2 separate regions of the Mus musculus genome follow, and region 1 is linked to region 2. The links are chromatin contacts, called in public HiChIP or PLAC-seq maps. All regions are on one chromosome and are shown on one strand. The core of a region is the stretch at or near the end of the contact, and the rest is flanking DNA. Distances in the headings are between cores, read along the strand shown.

What was found. HiChIP or PLAC-seq counts read pairs in DNA pulled down with a chosen protein or histone mark.
Region 1: a contact with region 2 is called in a CTCF HiChIP or PLAC-seq map of the NIH/3T3 cell line, with 11 read pairs. The contact joins two enhancer-like sites. A contact is called at or near these places in 2 of 15 datasets of contacts at CTCF or cohesin (CD8 T cells and the NIH/3T3 cell line), 6 of 484 Hi-C or Micro-C datasets (cranial neural crest, embryonic stem cells, group 2 innate lymphoid cells and 1 more), 3 of 115 datasets of contacts at active chromatin or transcription factors (CD8 T cells, bone marrow-derived macrophages and pancreatic cancer cells) and 3 of 9 other capture datasets (adipose tissue, liver and pancreatic islet).

What each region holds. Positions count from the first base shown.
Region 1 is chr9:50,568,851-50,572,250 of GRCm38.p6, forward strand. All of the region lies in intron 2 of Il18 (interleukin 18), which reads left to right. Among named protein-coding and RNA genes, the nearest start is that of Tex12, 9.3 kb to the left of the region's middle. Within about 2 kb of position 1,496, at least 33 of the 459 cell types and tissues checked have an H3K27ac peak or open chromatin away from gene starts, as enhancers often do. A contact at or near this core is called in the NIH/3T3 cell line and pancreatic cancer cells, where this site is marked.
Region 2 is chr9:50,475,506-50,478,448 of GRCm38.p6, forward strand. Gm32462 (a long non-coding RNA gene) reads right to left here. Exons shown (of 5, transcript XR_379369.2): 4 at 2,601-2,777. Among named protein-coding and RNA genes, the nearest start is that of Gm32462, 9.1 kb to the right of the region's middle. Within about 2 kb of position 1,351, at least 77 of the 459 cell types and tissues checked have an H3K27ac peak or open chromatin away from gene starts, as enhancers often do. A contact at or near this core is called in the NIH/3T3 cell line and pancreatic cancer cells, where this site is marked.

The DNA.
Region 1 (3,400 bases), core at 246-2,745, 93 kb after region 2:
GTCATATATTTTGATTAATGTGTTTTTAGGCTTCCCTTCTTTTCTTTCTTTCATTGGGTTATAGAGGACAATTTTAAGGTTTGTCCCCCAAATAGAATGTATTGGCTATGACCCAGGTGAGTTTTTAAAATTCTAATGTAACCTGTTTTTCTCCTCCCCAAAGAAATCAAGGTTGTATAAACGAGATCTACTACCTGGGTCTCCTTCCCTGGTTCTTATTAAAGGAACTACACTGCAAGGTCCTCTAAACTAAATTAGGCAAAATCTAAATAGTGTAATAGGAAAATAATGATTTAAACTTTGTAAGTAAAATGAAATAATAGGAATATTTTCAAATTAAACATTTGGCCTAGAGTGGCATGATTTCAGAGCTGCTAGGCCAAGGGGATTGCACTATTGCCGGGTGGAAGACAATGCCCTGGTGGAATCATCTGCCCCCGTCTCTATGGAGTAAGTTAAACCATTGCTTACATATCTCAGAAGCTCTTCCACCCAGCCCTAACTCTAACAAGTTACCTAAGCTGACCTTGAACTCACTCTGAATTACCCAAGTGGGCATCCTGTCTCATCTGCCCTTGTAACTGGTGTTACAGGCCTGTGCCATCACTCTGGATTACAATGCTATTATTAAAGCATTATTTTATCACGGTGTGTGCATATGCATGAAACAGGTGTGTGGAAGTCAGAGCACCACTTTTGTGGAGTCACTTCCTTCCACCTTTATGTGGGGTCTGGGAATTGAATTCAGGTCTCCAAATATGGATGGCAAATCCCCAGAACCTTCTCCCCAGCTACATAACACTACTGACGTCATACTTGCTTTATTTCCTTTTTGCCTTTTTGAGACAGGGTCTCATAAAACCCATACTGGACTACAACTCACTGTGTAGCTAGGAATAACCTTGAACCTCCTGCCTCCACCCTGATCCCCTGGCCTTTACCTACCCAAAGTGATTACTGGTGTACAGGAACACACCCCAGTTTAAATATTTTCTTATCTGATAACAATGTTACCAAGGTATTAAGGAGCCTTGTTACTATTTGTGATATGAACAATCTCTAGGTGTACAAGCGAGAGGCAAGAATACAGTGTTAAGGCGACCAAAGTGCCACCATGATAAGACGTGAGGAGAATGAACTTCTCAAAGCATGGTTAATAGTGCTGAGAAGTGGGTGGGAAGAAGGCATGCATTCACCTTCATGGCTGTCAACATGAGCACCCCGAGAATGGTGCCCTTGTTACATCATTACATCTACTACCTAAGAACAAAATAATCCTGGAAGCACGTGGGCTCTTTAGAAACACAGTCCTTTCTGAGAACTGTGACCACACTTAGTGAAACCTCAAGTCTTGGTCCCCCAGCCTCCCTGCTCCCTAGCCCTCCTCCCCGGTCACTAGCCCTCTAAGCCCTCCCCTGCCCTTGACGAGGCTGTCCTCTGCTCATGCTGCACTGGGTGACATCACTGTGAAACCTCCAACAGCAGCACAAACCAGATCCTCCAGCCTCTGCCATGCTTTGTCTTGCCCACGGCATCTGAGTCACTGGACGATAGGAGCTAAGTTTTGTTCAGCTTCTAAACCCACAACTGACTCATATTAGAGAGTGGTTAAATGATAAACAAGTTCAAGTATTGTGGGAAAGAGTTTTTTGTTTCTTTCTCTGTTGATATTCCAATTTTTTAATTTTTTTTTTTTCCCCTTCCCTTTCTCCCTCTTGCTCCAGCCCTGCTCACTCCTGTCCCCGCTCACTCCTGTCCCGCTCACTCCGGCCCATAGGGTTTTTTTGTTTGTTTGTTTGATTGATTGATTGATTGATTGATTGATTGATTGTTTCTCTTTTCAGATAGATGGTTGTGAGCCACCTTGTGGTTGCTGGGATTTGAATTCATGACCTCCAGAAGAGCAGTGAGTGCTCTTAACCACTGAGCTATCTCACCAGCCCTGTTATTCCAATTTTTAAAGGGCTACACAGAGCCATGTACAAGCCAGCCAAGCTCCCAAACACTGAGCCACATCTCTAACCTCTGGTTTTTGTGACAGGGTCCCACTATGTAGCCCAGGGAGGCTCCCCTCTAATTTGTGACCCTATAGCTTTGGCTTCTCAATGTTGAGACTGCAGATGTGTATCACCAGGCCCATCTAGGAGTAGTTAATTAATAAATTATTTTATATGTACAGATATTTTGACTGCATGTATGCCTACTGCCTGTTGAGTCCATGAGAGGGCGCCAGGTCTCCTGGGACTGGAGTTAAAGATGGTTGTGAGCTACCATGTGGGTGCTGAGAATGGACCTGGGCCCTCTTGAAGAGCAGCCCGTGCTCTTAACCATTGAGCCATCTCTCCACACATAGGAGTGTTTTTCTAGGGTAACTGAATCCTTCTCTAAGGTCATTCACCTAATAACTAAACACTCACTACAGTAAATATTAGTCATTTTAAAATCCAATTTTTGTCCCTGGTGTTTACTGTATTCCAGACAAATCACTTTTGAAAATGTGTAATATATATAATATATATATGTATATATATTATATATATATATATATAGAGAGAGAGAGAGAGAGAAGACAACATGAGCCATTATCTCACTTGTGATGAATCACTAGAGTCCTGCCCTTCTACTCCTTCTTCTAAAGTCTTCCTTCTACTCTCATATTTTTTTAAACCTAGATTTTGCATCTGAGAAAAATATATTTGTCATTCAGAGTCTGGCTGACTTCACTTAAGACGGTGACTTCCAGTTTCAGCCATTTTTCCATCTCTAATGTAATTCTTCCTTTTTACAGCTGAATAATACTCTGTTGTGTAAATATACTACATCTTTATCTACTCACCTGCTGATGGGCACCAAGGCTGATTCTATAAGTTAGTTGGCCCTTGTGAAAAGTGGCATGAGTAATGCAGATAGGCAGGTATCCCTACTATGTATGACTTGATCCCTACTGTGTGTGGCTTGGATTTCTTTAGGTATATACCCAGGAGTGATATACCAGGTTAATATGATAGTTCTAATATGAGATACCTCCATTTTGATTTCCATAGAGGTTAAACTAAGTTACATTTCTACCAGGAATGTACAAGGGTTCCTTTTTCTCTATATCCTCACTAAATTTCTCTTTTGTCTTGTTTTTTTGTTTTCTTGATGATTAGTATTCTGATGGGGGTGAAATGGAAACTCAATGTAACTTTTATAAAATTTATTTTTTATTATTTCAAATCATGTGTGTGTACATGCCTTTGTGCAGGAGTATGTGCACGTGAGTGTAAGTTCCTATGGAGGCCAGAGACATCAGGTCACCTGGAGCTAGAGTTACAGGCAATTGTGAACTAATGTGAGTGCAGGGAACTAAACTCAGATCCTCTGCGAGACCAGTACGTGCTCTTTACAACTGAGCCAG
Region 2 (2,943 bases), core at 101-2,600:
CTGCTCTTGCAGAGGAGCCCGGTTTTGTTCCCAACACCCACATGGTAACTCACACCCAACTGTGAGTCTACTTCCAAAGGATCCAGTGTTCTCTTCAGTCCTCTGGAGGAATGCGCTTGCTGCACGTTCGTCTTCGAGAATTGTGAGTTTACGGCCAGTCTGGGGTAGATAGCAAGGTCCTATCTCAGAGATGTTGGATGGACAGACATTCAGATGAAGTGTAAGAATTTCTTTTTATGTGTGCTCCCAAAGAAGGAGGTGAAACAAAGGAAAGGAAGTTAGGGACTGGCCCCAGGGTGACTCTGACCCCAATCATCTGGAAAACTCCCCAATGCCAATTTCAGATGCTCCACGGATCAAAGCCTTCTGCTTAAGGTGCTCCACGGGTCAAGGCAGCTCTGCTCCAGAGCCTTTAGAAAATTATACAAGCTTCCGAGGGAGCTCCACTGTAGGGAAGAGATCCCTCACCCTGTGCAGCAGGAGACAAATCACCTTTCCTTTCGCCGCTTACCCACCATTGTTTTCTTTGTTCCGTAACTGTGTACAGACACAGCCCTTTCCACCTGAGTGGTGTTCTCTCCTGGAACCCCTTCTGCCTTGGGAGTGCCGCTTTCCCTTTCGTTTCTAATTAACTTCAACAGGGTTGGTTGTGGTGCTCAACCCTGGAGTCCTCCAGCTTCGTTCTTCATCGTCCACAAGATGTGATCGTGGGATTGCAGTAGCTGCAGCCCCTGTGGTTTTCTGTCTGCCCTGTGACATCCCCAACCCCACTTCCTCAGCTGCCTCCCTTCCCTGCTAAACCCCACACCTGCTCTCCCCACTTCTCTGCCTCAGTTTACCTGCTCAGTCCACTGCTGTCTGAACTCATAATCACCCCCAGGCAAAGCCAACGTCCACCATTGTCAGATCCTGTGGGGGAATTCACTGTAGCCAACCGTAGTGCTCACTCACTCTGTCTTCAAACTGTCCACCCTCTAGTCATGATAATGCTACTCTGTCTGTCACCGTGGGTCCCTCGGGGACACTGTATCCACCTGATGCTCATTCATGGGGTTTCCTGTCCATCAGTGTTTATACAACTGGGTTTGTTTGTTTGTTTGTGGACAGTAGCACTCCTAGAGTTTTCCTTGTCACCTCTAACTCCCAGATTTATCTTGTTTGGACTTTCTTCTCAAATGACACATTTGCATGTGCAGCTGCACACCCCTGTCATATTTGCCAAGGTCACCTCAAACTGAACTACCTCGAAGTGAACTCACAGTCTCCACCCTGGCCCTAACCCTGCTCGTCCCGGGATCCCCCGTATTACTCAGTGGCTCTGCTCACTACCCACCCATCCAGGCAAACCAAGACACTGTGAGTCATCTGTAACTTCACCCTCGGTTTGGCAGTCTACCTCTAAGAGCTGCTGCTCTCTGAATAGCCCTATTCTTTTCCCTCCGTTCCCAGTCTCAGGCTCTTCCCTGACTGGTGTAATCATCTGGAGAATCTCTGCAACCTCGGAACTTGAGCCCCTGGTTCCAGAGTCACTCCTATGCTACCCACTTCCCTATACACAGTCACTAAAGCCATTATCTGACCCCAGATCTGGATATGTCATCTTCTTGCTTTAAAACTCCCTGTTGTCTATGGATAGGCTTCAAAATCTTTGGGATGACCGACGACGAGGCCTCCCACGACTTGGTCCCTTCACTCACCAGCACCAGCATCTGACTGTTACTCAGCCCCCTGCTCACACCTTGCCATCCCACACCCCACACTTCTCTCTTCAGGAACACGTAGTCACCCTTTCTCTTCCATCCTTCAAACCAGCTCACCTACTGCTTATCTAAAAGGCATCGCAGCCCTTCCCGTCCCGTACACCCCGAGGCATTCTCTGCTTACCTCTCTACCTCAGCTACGGCCTGCTATTTTAAAACGACCTCTTGATAGACCTGTGTTACAACCCCAGACCAAAAGCTATTGAGGAGGAGCACTCGAGAGGCTTGGTTGGTACAGTGCCTGACATAGAGTTTGCCCTCACAGAAATGAAACTGGGTCATTCTTACGGCAAGGATGTGAGGTAGTGTTCCACATGAAAAGACTGGGTCTCAGAAGGGCAGGGTGCTTTCAAGTTTAACCTGGGAAACATGGAACAGGCCCACAGGTAAAAACTATGGAGGTGTCAGGGCCCTGACTCAGAAGGCAGTCGCCATAGGAATCCAAGGACTCTAGGGAAGATTCTAGCAAGTGAGAGACTAGAGACTGTGGCCTTGGCACCATGGATGACTTTTTTCTTTTTTCTTTTTTTTTTGAAAAAAAAAAAAAAAGACAGGTTTTTACCCTGTAGCCCCCAAGCAGGCCTAGAACCTGTGATCCCCTTGCCTCCACCTCTTGACTGTTGAGATTTGAAGCATGTGTCACCATATTCAGCTAAGCCTTGAGACACTGAACTCCAAGACAGGGCCTACTCACCACCTAACGCTAGATGCTGCCAGCCCAGACACAGCCAGTATGCCCATGGACATCTACAACCCTGAATCACAACCAGCACTTAGCTTACTGTACACTCATACCCTTGCACTTGCTTAACCCCGGCATGCTGAGCAAGCGGACATCACCTCTCTGACACAAGCTCCCAGGGGATTCCTCATTTACATCACGACAGGGAGTGTCCACAGATGATCCAAGTGGATAGAAGGAACGTATACATGGACCTGTGTAGACCAGAGCTGCCATCCCTCAGCCTCTACGGAGAAGATTCTGTTTCTCTCCGACCGACTTTCCAGCAGCCTCCCCTACAACCGGAATACAGCGGGAAGACAAGAAAAGGAATGAAGAGGCTGAGACAAACCAAAGAACGCCGAAGCCCAAGACCTCAGAAAATGATGCAGTATTTCGAGGCAGCAGCAAAAGAGAGGGGTAGTTAGAGCCAATGACCCCACACCTGCACGCATCAGAAAT